Regions from separate parts of the Mus musculus genome. Here region 2 is linked to region 1. Evidence: chromatin contacts called from public HiChIP or PLAC-seq data. All regions are on one chromosome and are shown on one strand. Each heading gives the region's core, a stretch centred on a gene start, on an enhancer-like site or on the middle of the called end of the contact. The rest is flanking DNA. Distances are from core to core; before and after follow the strand shown. Region 1 overlaps Spp1 (secreted phosphoprotein 1). Region 2 has its middle 22 kb from the start of Gm32276.

Region 1 (6,155 bases), core at 2,585-5,084:
TGGGGGAGCATCCTCATAGAGGTGGGGGGTGAGGGTGGGATAGGGGGCTTCTGAAGGGGAGACCTAGAAAGGGGAAAACACTTGAAATGTAAATAAAGAAAATATCAAAAAAAACCTTCTAAAAATAAAATAAAATGTGCTCTCTCTCTCGTGCGCACACACACACACACACACACACACACACACACACACACAAATTAGCCTTTTCCCAGTGATTTTGTCCAGCTATCAGCTTAGCATTCCTTTTCTAAATCCATCACCCTTTGGTCGGTGATCCTGGAGCTGGATCCTGCAACACACTTGCTCTGCCAACTGGCACAATGACACTTTGTCAGTAGAGGGCACTGGAGGGACACTGCAGAACTAACTAGCTCTGTCTGTCCCTGGTGTCCTTGTTCTTAAAGCAAGACTGGTTGCCTCTTAGATACGGCATCCAGCAGTGCGCACTGGAGCACCCACCCCCAGACACCCTGCCAGCCTCAGTGTGCTGAAGCCCTTCTGCCAGCAGACTGTTAGCTTCAGCCCACCAGCTGCCAACCAGTCCAGAAAAAACCCTGAGTAAACTTTTCTGCTCATCTGCTGGGCTGCAGCTACAACCTTTCTAATGAAGACTTTTAGGGAAGAGAACCTTCTTTGCAAATTGTTCCTTATATGGGTATTCCCATTCCTATGGCTATCATTAAGACTAAGTTCTGTCTTTTATTAACACCTTCTTTCTGGTAATTAATTTTTGGTATAACAGTCTCCCTGTACAAATGGGTTGTGTGATTTCTACCCCCTGCATAAGCCCTGTATAATGGAGAAACAGAATGGTCTTTAATTGTACCAGAATTCAAAGTTCTGATTGTGGGGTTAAGTTGATGATGCCCTTGAATTTCAGCATGTGCTGACAGGAAACAGGCTGCTTGCATTCTATGGTACGTGGGGATGACACAATTAACTTGTGATTGTTAGGGGTTGGCTGTGATGGCAAGAGAAGTGAATACACCAAGAAGTTATGAGTCGCTTCAGTTAACCATGGATGTCACAGTGATAAGGGGTTGTAGTCTTATACCCTAAGTGGCATTCCACACCATCTCTACCGTACAGTAATCTCCACATGAGTCTGGGCTATGTCTGACCTTAATATTTTGTTTCATGGATGTTTAGGTACCAGTACTACAATGCTTTTAGAGAGTGTGTATGTATGTGTGTGTGTGTCTGTGTGCATTAGAGGAGGAGATAAGGAAGGCAAATTCTTCCTTACTTCTGTTGCTTCCTTCTAGAATTTTTCATTATATTTTTATGTGTTATTTTCCACATCAACAAAAATTAGCCTTCATAGTCCTAGGGGAAACATTTAGTTTTATTTATTTATAGGATTTATTTTTTGTGTGTGTGTCTATGTATGTGTGCTTGCATGTGTTTATGTGTACCATGCATGCGCAGTGCTTTCAGAAGCCAAGAGAGGTTGAGTCATGAAACATTGTGAGTCGCCTCAGTGGTCTCGGTTCTGGGAACCGAACCCAGGTCCCTAGTTTTGTTTTTTATTGAAATAATATTCTATTTTATATTACTCGGAGGAAATCAACATATTTTGGGATTTATAAGTCCCATACAAAGAAATGCCACCTCTCTGTTCAATCATATCATTTTATCATTTTTCCCTCCTTTCTTTCTTTCTTTCTTTCTTTCTTTCTTTCTTTCTTTCTTTCTTTCTTTCTCTCTCTCTCTCTCTCTCTCTCTCTCTCTCTCTCTTTCTTTCTTTCCTTCCTTCCTTCCCCTAAACCTTTCCTATGCTACCTCTCTGTCTCTTTCTTTGTCCCTGCCCCTCTCTCTCTCTTGCTCTCTCGCTCTCTCTTCCTCCCTCCCTTCTTCTCCAACTCATGGCTTGTTGTTATAAATGAGTGTTATCTCTCTCTCTCTCTCTCTCTCTCTCTCTCTCTCTCTCTCTCTGTGTGTGTATTCCTAAATATATAAATACAGCCTCCTCAGTTGCTATAATGTTAATTGTATGTATGGTTTCAAGGCTAACCACCTAATATTGAATGACTCAAGGGCTCTTCTCTGGGGACGATGATCTCTCCTGCTTTCTGTGTTCCTTAGTTACATGTAGTTCTTTGGTTAGCATTTAGGGGCCATGAGATTCCCCCTCCCGTGTTATCGTGTCTGTCTGAGGGTGTTGCCAGTGTTCAGGGCTTGTTTAGGCAACCATGCTGATGAGAGTTCATGGGTACAGCTTCCCTGACGACACCTTCTTACAGCAGATTTCCTGGTGCTCCAGTTATTGCAATCTTTCTCTCCTCTCTTCCTCTGTTGGGAGCTATTAAGACAACTCTCGATCTCTAAATTGGGCCTCCCCCCCCCAGAAGAAAAAAGGGGTCAAAAGCGGGCCACCGACTCATGGATTCCGAGAACTATGGGATGTTCCAGCCCTGGGTCATCACTGCTCTCCTGACCACACCCTGACACTACCAAATTCCTGCTTCCCTGTGTAGCTGTCAAAAGAAAGAATTTCTATTGCCCCCCCTTCCCATAAGTACTTCTCCTTTTGCTTGTATTGCCCTACCCCTCCCACTGATAAATACCTCTCCTTTTGCTTGTATTGCCCTACCCATCCCACTGATAATTTATCTGTACTTCCCCTTTTGCTTGTGCATTTAAGCCTTGGACCTTTCTCAATACATCGGGGTCTTGATACAGCTTCAGAACGGTTTCCGTGTCGTTATTCGTACAAGACCCTCGTCTCTCTCTACCCCCCATTTGGTTATTAGGAGGAGGTCCCCTCGAGATCCTCGAATAACTGGACCTGCTGGACGGGTCATTCCTCCATGATCCCTGAGCCTTAGGTACAAGAATTGCATTATAGATGTATCAGCTGAGACTGGGTACCACACAGTCACAGGCATTGTTTTGCATTTTTGTAAGTTGTGGTTTTTTTATAGTGGTCTTCATCTGTACCCAGGAAGATGTTTCTTTGATGGGAAGTTAGATTTGTAATTATCTGTGGGTTTAAGAACACATAGTTAGAATGTTCTTAGGGATTGTGTTGGTTTAGTAAAGTAGCAGGTGTAGGTTACCCCTCAAGATCCATGACTTCACTAGTCCTGTTTAACTGGTTAAGTTTCTAGTATTGAGCAGGATTTACTTCTGTGTGAGTAGGCCTTCGGTCTAAGTAGAGAGCTATTTGTTACTGTCAACATATGCTCACTACTAGTTCACCCTTAGTGATATTGTGCCACACTGGTTGTTATTTTAGTTCACAGGCTGCTACGACTACTCCAGTGCAGTCTACTTGGTAGGCCTAAAGCCTGAAAGTAGTCATGAGGCAATGGGTTTCATGGAAACAGCCTCCTGGAACCTTGGCATTCTCATAGCCCATATACTCAAAACCTGTCCCTGCGTTAGTCTGGTGTTTGGATCCGTGTGCTCTCTTTCAGTATTATTATTATAAGTACCTTTAAGGATTGATTTTTGACATAGCTAAGCCTCTATCAGTGTTCCAATGTCCTAGAAAATCCTTGAAGCCAACTCTGAGCTTGGAATTCAGTAAGAAAGTTATCTATTCAGTAACATTCAAATTCACTTCTAGTAGAGACAGTGAAACTAATTAGGCATTACTATTTACTGGAACAGAGCTAGGAAAGCTCAGGGCTAGTCTGCATAGCAATTACTTAGGACAATAGCTGAGTCACACCCAAACACAGATATACACAATGGCCTAGGAAATAGGTGGGTTGTCGCTTGAAAGAGTAGAAGGGAATTTCCCTGGTGCAGGTTTCTTCACTGGGCCCAGAGGACTAGCATAATCAGGTATTTACTAAAGAACTCCTGGTGGTGGGTTTAACAATAGACTAGGGTTGCATCAGGCCATTCACCTGGCTCCAGTGTTCAGCTGATCTTTTTAAGTGGTAAATGTGGCCTGGCTCCCACCATCTTTTGATGTATGCATTCTTTTTGTTTTGTGTCAGTGTAAACTTGGCGGATGTGTTTGCCTAAATTTCTTGTTTTTCTTCTGTATTAAAAGTCTGGTGTTCGTTTGGACAAAATACATTCATATCCAGCACACTCTCTCGTGTCTGTGTCTGTCAGTTCTTGCCAACTCCACGTCCACCTGCCAGAGCCCCTGATTCCCATGGATTGAGGGGGGCCGACTGAACCTGGTCCGTGGCAACAGGCCATCATGGCTTTGCATGACATTGCTTCTGTCCCTTGGAAGCTTGCATGGTACCTTCTGGCTTAAGAGCCAGTCCTTAGGGAGGAGGTTTTCAGGTTAGATCCAGCCCAACTGTCTGGGTCCTATGTCTGAAGTGCATGGTGTCCTCCAAAATAGGGACTTTTTTATCTTCAACCGTTGGAAGGAAACCAAGGGCCACAGCAATAACCTATAATGTTTTTGTTTGTTTGTTTGTTTTGTTGGGTGTGTGGGGGGTGTCCCTTGGACCATCCAGACCAATAACTCAAAGGAAGTTTCTTGCGCTTAGGCTTGAGGATTTGATAGTCTGTAGCTCTCACGGAGAGCATCGTCAGCCCAGATGGGAAATTTTCACTTAATCTAACTCTCTCTCCTCTCTCTCTCTCTTTCTCTCTCTCTCTCTCTCTCTCTCTCTCTCTCTCTCTCTCTCCCTCCCTCCAGGTGTGTGTCTGTATGTGTACATGTGTATGTTTGTGTGCATATGTGTGTCTGTATGTGTCATGTGTGTATATTTGTATGTGTGTGTTTGTGTGTATGTCTGTGTGTGTGTGTGCATTACATATAATTTTATGAAGGTAGATAGTAATAGGATTCTTTATAACCTTTGCAGACATCCTCACTGGTATTATACCTACTTCCTTCTGGATTTATCTCAGCCCCTCCCTAATCACTGTAGCCTGGCATCCATGTCCCTATTACTCCCCAACATTCCATTTCCCTCTTTACTTTCCTGGTTTCTGCAGTGACTCCAGACTATGCATTTACATCTGAAGCCTTGAAGCTAGGAGCCACAGATAGGCACCCATAACATTCATTTCTCTTGGTCTGGATCACCCCTCAATACTTTCTTTTCTAGTCTCATTCACCTACTTGCAAATCTCATGATTTAACTTTTCCTTTAAAGCTGAACAGCATCCTATATACTGTATATTTGTGCCATATTTTCATTATTCATTTGTCAGTTGAAGGATATTTAGATTGTTTCCATGATTTCTAAAAGGGAAATCTAGTTCTAAAGACTAAAGTCACATGTGGCACTACAATATTTCTGAAAGTTCATATTTGGATGAAACTGAGAACGTTGGTTTTCAATTGAAACACACACACCACACACACACACACACACACACACACACACACACACACACACACAGAAGCACGCACACATTCTTACCTAAGAATTACTAGAATAGCTAGAAGACAGACACAAGGTTCTATTAGGGCAAGAAAGCCACACATTTACTGAGCAAAGATGATAGAAAACATAAACAATCAACTTCTAATTCCATTCAAGTTTCAAGCTTTTGCTCGCTCATATATTAATTAGTATATGTCATACTTAGGTGAGAATATTTCCTGAGGGAGCCTTGTAGGTTCTGGCTGCTGTCAACTCCCGGGTAATCTGTGTTCCTCTGACCATTAAAACCCTAAATGGCTTTAATTAAACTGGGCATGTCCATTGAAATGGTTATATTTTAGACATTACAAAATAATTTTGAGAAACTAATAAAGAATAATTGACACCACCAGACTCCTTACATTCGTTACAAGATTTATTCACACCAACAAAAAAAATAATCACAACAAAATATATGCTAATTATAAAACTAAAAGGGTATAGTGATATAGACTGTTACAGTTTCTCTTTTAATTCTGCTTGTTTCAGTAAATTTGCTTGTTTCTACATACATTTTATTCATAAAAGAATAACAATCATTAAAATGCAGTGGCCGTTTGCATTTCTTGTACAGGAAGAACAGAAGCAAAGTGCAGAAGCTTTTGGTTACAACGGTGTTTGCATGAAACAACAGACTAAGCTAAGAGCCCAAAATATTACCTCTCTTTCTCTACATACATATATCCACTGAACTGAGAAATGAGCAGTTAGTATTCCTGCTTAACCCTCACTAACACTTTTTCTTGTTTTTACTAAATGCAAAGTAAGGAACTGTGTTTTTGCCTCTTCTTTAGTTGACCTCAG
Region 2 (6,155 bases), core at 2,412-4,911, 1.2 Mb before region 1:
AGCCCACGTGTGGGTGCTGGTAATCGAACCTGCATCCTCTGCAAGAGCAGTAAGTGCCCTTAACTGCAGATACCTCTCAGACAACCACTTTTTAAAAAGATTTATTTATTTGTTTGTTTGTTTGTTTATTTATTTATTTATTTAATGTATATGAGTATGCTGTAGCTGTACAGATGGTTGTGAGCCTTCATGTGGTTGCTGGGATTTGAACTAGGTACCTTCGGAAGAGTAATCAGCGCTCTTAACTGCTGAGCCATCTCTCCAGCCCTCAAACAGCCATTTTTAATATTAAAAAGAATTGGGGAGAGTTGAAGATGTGGCTCAGTTGCTAGAGTGTTTGGTTAGTGTTTGAGATGCCCTGGGTTCAATCTCCAGCATGACACGAACTGGGCATAAGAGTACATACCTGTCATCCCACACTGGAGTGGAGGGCTGCAGGTGGGAAGAGCAGAAGTTCAAGGCCATCCTCAGCTCGACCGCAAGTTTGAGGCTAGCCTAGATTACGTGTAACCCTGACTCAACTCAAAACCACAAACCCAACAAAAGCAGGATCTGGGGAGGTGGCTCAGTGGGTACTGCACTTGCCATGCAACCCTGAGGACTACAGTTTAGAGCCTCAAGGTTGTAAGAACCCACAAACAAAGCTGGCTTGGCCTGGTTAGCAACTAGGAACATGGCATCTCTGGAGCAAGCTAGGTAACCATGCTAGCCAGAGTGGTGACTCTGGATTGAGCTGGGGGACTCTGCTTTGGTCTATAGTGCCAAGCGTAGCCAAGGAAGGCATCCGAGTCAACCCCAGGCATCCACAAGCTTATACACCCACACGAATATACATGGATCCACACACGTGTAAGCATGCACACACACATGCACACACCACACACATCCATACGTAAAACAAATCAAAACAAAATGTTTTCATAGCCTCCATCTCAAGTCGGTGTTCTGTATGTATCTGCGGACTGGTGAGGCAAAATGTAGGGGCTGATGAAGATGACCGTCCGGTTTCTGCCAACCCTCAAATCTTATGAATTCTTTAACTCTGAGGCCATTTTCCAGCTGCAGTTTTACGGTACCTAATCATCTCCACATAATTAAAACCAGCTCTGGTTCACTGCTCCAATTCCCCAACACTGGGAGGCATTTGCATTACACATGCATATAACAACCCCCCTCGATTAACATTCAGAGCTTCAAAAATCCCTTCCTGGAAGTCATCTTTCCCCATTGTCAAAATGAGGTCTGCGGAACCTACATGCCATCCTTTAAAGGTTTTGCATTTGGAAGTGTGAGTCATGTCTGCGTATAAAGGCAAAATTAGAAATTAGACACACTCCTGTTAGCCACATTCTCAGAGGAGGGGGCACCCAAAGGCTCTTGGAAAACATTTGTCCATGTATTATCATATATTGGATTATGATATTAAGTTCTGAAATGTTGGCACTAAGCACATGTCTGGTAAGATGCATCAGGTAAGGGTGCTTGCCCCTGGGCCTGACAATCTGAGTTTGATCCCCCAATGTCCACGCAGTGGTCGGAGACCACTAGCTTCCCATGCTTACATGAGCACAAATGCACACATACACAAATAAAATGTAATACTCTTTTTGTTTTTGTTTTTCAAAACAAGGTTCCTCTGTGTAGCTCTGGCTGTCTTGGAATTCACTCTGTAGATCAGGCTGGACTCAAACTCAGAAATTCACCTGCCTCTGCCTCCCAAGTGCTGAGCTTAAAGGCGTGCACCGCCACCGCCCAGCAATATAATACTGTTTTTAAAAGCTACCTTGGGCTGGAGAGATGGCTTGGCGGTTAAGAGCACTGACTGCTCTGCCAGAGGTCCTGAGTTCAAATCCCAGCAACCACATGGTGGCTCACAGCCATCTGTAATGGAATCTGATGCCCTCTTCTGGTGTGTCTGATGACAGCTACAGTGTACTCGTATAAATACAAAATAAATAAACTTTAGAAAAATAAATAAAAGCTAGCTTAAAAGAATGTGAAATAAGACTGGGGAGAGGTTCAGTGGATAGACAGGATGGGAGTTGAGATGCCCAGTACCCACATAAATTCTGGGAAGGTATGGTGGCTAGTAGTGATGCTAGGACCTAGGGAGCAGGGATGGGACTCTCAGGGCAAGCTGGCTAGCTAGGCAAGCTGAATCTGCAAGTTCTGGGTTTAGGGAGAGATCCTGCCTCAGTAAATAACGTACAGAGTGATTGCGATGAAGTCTGACCGCAACCTCTGGTCTTTGTACCTAGGTGCACACCAACACCCTGGGGTGTGCACTACACACATGTACTCTCGCCACGCCGGAACACACAAACAATCATAAGAGTATCACATAAATACATTGACTTTTGGGTGGAGGAAATTCATGGTCCTCCCCTCCTCCACCCCTGAGATGGGCCCAAAAAGAGCAATATTAATGTGGACTAATTTTTCAATTATTATTATCTTATGTGTTTGGGTATTTTTCCCACATGTATGAGAACCACGCACGTGTGGTGCCCACAGAGACCAGAAGACGGCTTTGGATCAGGCTGGGACTGGAGTTACAGCTGGTTGAGAGTCAGTATGTGGGTGCTTGATATCAAACCTGGATTCTTCGGAAGAACAGCCAGTGCTCTTAATCCATTTGCTTAGCTAATTCTCCAACCTCAATAATTCTCTCTCTCCTCTCTCTCTCTCTCTGTCTCTGCTTCTCTGTCTCTGTCTCTTTGTATGTGTCTGTCTCTCTCTGTCTCTTCCTATCTGTATGTCTGTCTATCCACCTGACTGTCTGTCTCTCTGTGTGTCTGTATGTTTTTCTGGTGTCTCTTTCTGGTGCTGGTGATTGATCCCAGGCCCTTGTGGGTTCAAGTCAGGGGCTGTCTGTCCCTCAGAGCTATATTTTCTATTCTCTGGCCAAACTTGCTAAGGAGCAGGACACTGGATGTCTTAGTCAGTGTTCCATTGCTGTGAAGAGACACCATGACCATGGCAACTTTTTTAACAGAAAGCATTTAATTGGGGCTGGCTTACAGTTTCAGAGGTTTAGTCCATTACCATTGTGGCAGGGAGCATGGCAGCACACAGGCAGACATGGGGCTGGAGAGATAGCTGAGAGTTCTACATCCAGATTCATAGGCAGGGGGAAGAGAGAAACCTCAAAGCCCACCCCCAGTGACACACCTCCTCTAGTAAGACCATACCTCCTAATCCCTGTCAGATAGTGCCACTCCCTGATGACCAAGCAGTCACACCTATGATCCCGTGGGAGTCATTCCCGTTCAAAGTAGCACCGTGGAGGTGGTGTTAAATAAGCTTGACCTGGGAGAGGAGCCTCTTCTGTCCTTGGGGTGGTTTTCCTCTGGAGGCACACAGGAAAGAAAGAAAAAAGGGCCTGTGTATCTCCTTTTGCTCTCTCTGGCTTCTTTATGCTCACCCTTCCTGCCTGTCTGGGAATGTAGATGCTGTCTTCTGAGGGCTGTGGCCAGTACCCAGAACAACCCTGGTGTGTGCTCCGGCTCCCCCTCTCCTCTTCCTGGGCTCTCCTCACTGGACTGCTCTTTCCTTACTGTTGAGTGCTGGGATGAGGACGGCTGAGAGTTGATGCTGCTTAGAGGAGAGCCATCATCATGTGGCCCCTTTGAAGGCCCCAGGCCATGTTATGTAGCTAAACATTGATTAACAATGGAGTTCCTGTCAGAACTGCCCTCGCCCCAGAGCTGTCTTCAGTACGTAGATGGGCCTATCAAACTGATCACAGGCTTAGAGACAAGTGAAGGACAGACAGAAGGGGTCCCATTGTCTATCCAGGCCATCTGTTTTTCTGTTGGTAACAATATTTCTTTTTTTCTACCAACAATATTTTGTAAATTAATCAAAAGAAGGAGTTTCTAGGGAACTCTGTTCTAATTTGTTTTAAAATGAAACAATTTCAGCACAATGACAAACAACAACAACAAAATAACAAACCTCAAACTTGAAGCTGGAAGGCGGAGGTTCAAACGGTCTTAGTTATATAATGTTGGCTAACAAATTTAGCCTCTGTGTTTCTTGGGAAAGAAGAGGATGGAAGAGGGGGAGAAAACATATGAATTAGGAGTTTCTAGGTTTGCTGTATGCCAGGTCTCAGAAATCATAATTCCCAGTTGTAGCATCCAGCCTGACATAACACCTAGGAGGGAACAGCTGCACCATAGACTCATTCTGCACTCTGGACCCTTCTGCCAAAGTCAAGTGACCAAACCGACCCCAACCCCAGTGGTTCTAGGTGTTAGCATTCCATATAAACTCCACCCCACAGTTACCTGGCAACAGCCAGGAAGGCCTGATCCACTATAAAAGAGCCTGCTTGCCTCCTCCTCTCTCTCTTGCTTCTCCCTTGCTCTTGCTCTCCCATCCCCATTCCCTCCCTCCACCCCCCACGGGCTCATGGCCAGCCTCAATTTCTCTACTCTCTCCCTCTCTCTGCCTTTCTCTGCCTCTACTACCCTCTTAACTCCCTTCCCCATGCCCTGAATAAACTCTATTCTATACTATACCATCATGTGGTTGGTCCCCCCATACCTCACCACACCCCCATAGAACATATTCTTTCTCTTTATCTTTTTATAAACACATTACTAGGGGCAGACGCCAAAGACTGGCATTAGCTCGTTTTTAGTGTCCTTCTTTCCTTCCGTCCTTCCTTCCTTCCTTCCTTCCTTCCTTCCTTCCTTCCTTCCTCCCTCCCTCCCTCCTTCTTTCTTTCCTTCCTTCCTTCCTTCCTCCCTCCCTGCCCCCCTCATGTGTTTCTCTGTGCGTGTCTGTGTGTGTCTCTGTGTGTGTGTGGGTGTCTCCGTCTCTGTGTGCATCTGTGTGTATGAATGCACACCTGTGGACAATGTAATGCACTTGAGGTTTACAATCTGTTACAATTGAACAGAGCCCCAGTGCACACTGAGCCTTCTTACTTTCATGGAAGAGAAAGTCTCCATCTAAACTCGTGGTTCTCAACCTTTGCAACTCTGTGATCCTTCCATTCAGCTCCTCCTCTTGGTGCGGTGACCCCCAACCATGCATTTATGTTCATTGCTATTTCACAGCTGTGATTTTGCAACTGTTATGAACTGTAATGTAACTATCTGATAGGCAAGCCCTGTGAAAGGGTCATTGATCCCCCAGCGGGTCGCAACTAACAGGCTGAGAACCGCTCGCTGATTTAAGGTTTGAAGATGAGAAATATTCTGATACTCAGGAGGAAGGGTTATTGCAGGTTTTGGGGGTCTGTCCTGGGGTCAGAACCAGAACATGGCACTGGTGACATTAGGAAGCCACTCACCCTGGACAGAGTGTGGGTAATATATCCATGTAACTCCAAAGGAGGGGAGAGAAGGAACTGATGGGTTCAACAATCTGGGACAGCCAAGAGGAGGCTTGGTAGATTTTTTATATTTTCCAGACAGGGTGCTATGTCACTCAGCCTGTTCTGACTCTCCTATGTCACCAAAGATGATCTTGAACTCCTGGTCATTCTCTCTCCACCTCCCAAGTGCTGGCATCCCTAGGATGCACCACTGCACCTGGCTTCATGCAGCATGTGGGTTCTAACCCAGGCTTCCATGCATCCTGGGCAAGCATTCTGCAGGCTAAGCTTTGATCCCAGTCCCCAATAGACTGGGCTTTGCAGTAAAGAGTTTGGGGTTTTATTGATCTGGGGGAATGGAAAACACTGAAGAAGCAAGGACATACACAACCATGTAGAAATACACATGAGCATTTTGTATGCAACTGGCTTTTCACACAGTCAGTCCATAAATATTCAAAGTATTTCAGCATACACTAGTCATAGTGAGAAAGCTTAGGACTCTATAAAATAATGTCTAGTTTCCAGGCTCCTGAGCATCAGAGAAGGGGCCCAACATCTTTTCAAAATAAAACAGTATTTTGAGCAGGACCGGTTGGGCTCAAATCTTGACTTTTCACTGATGAACCGAGTGACCTCGATTGGAATTTTCTTCAGCTCTATACCCCAGCTTCCCCAGGGGAATGACACAATCGGCCAGAGTGCTTGCCTCCTTGCTTAACTGTGAGGGTTAAGTGAGATAGCACAGACATCCTCTTCATCCTGCCATGAGCTTTCTGTTGCCCAGTCCTCAAAACACCAAGTGTCTTTGGGACTCAGCTCCTCA

The links. HiChIP or PLAC-seq counts read pairs in DNA pulled down with a chosen protein or histone mark.
Region 2: a contact with region 1 is called in an H3K27ac HiChIP or PLAC-seq map of embryonic stem cells, with 5 times the contacts expected there. The contact joins two enhancer-like sites. A contact is called at or near these places in 4 of 39 promoter capture datasets (the 3T3-L1 cell line, hippocampal neurons, liver and 1 more), 1 of 115 datasets of contacts at active chromatin or transcription factors (embryonic stem cells) and 1 of 9 other capture datasets (macrophages).

Annotation. Positions count from the first base shown.
Region 1 is chr5:104,440,605-104,446,759 of GRCm38.p6, reverse strand. It overlaps Spp1 (secreted phosphoprotein 1), which reads right to left. Exons shown (of 7, transcript NM_009263.3): 7 at 5,707-6,155. The coding sequence ends at 6,142. Among named protein-coding and RNA genes, the nearest start is that of Spp1, 8.6 kb to the right of the region's middle. Within about 2 kb of position 3,834, at least 15 of the 459 cell types and tissues checked have an H3K27ac peak or open chromatin away from gene starts, as enhancers often do. A contact at or near this core is called in embryonic stem cells, where this site is marked.
Region 2 is chr5:105,670,062-105,676,216 of GRCm38.p6, reverse strand. No RefSeq gene overlaps it. Among named protein-coding and RNA genes, the nearest start is that of Gm32276, 22 kb to the right of the region's middle. Within about 2 kb of position 3,661, at least 8 of the 459 cell types and tissues checked have an H3K27ac peak or open chromatin away from gene starts, as enhancers often do. A contact at or near this core is called in embryonic stem cells, where this site is marked.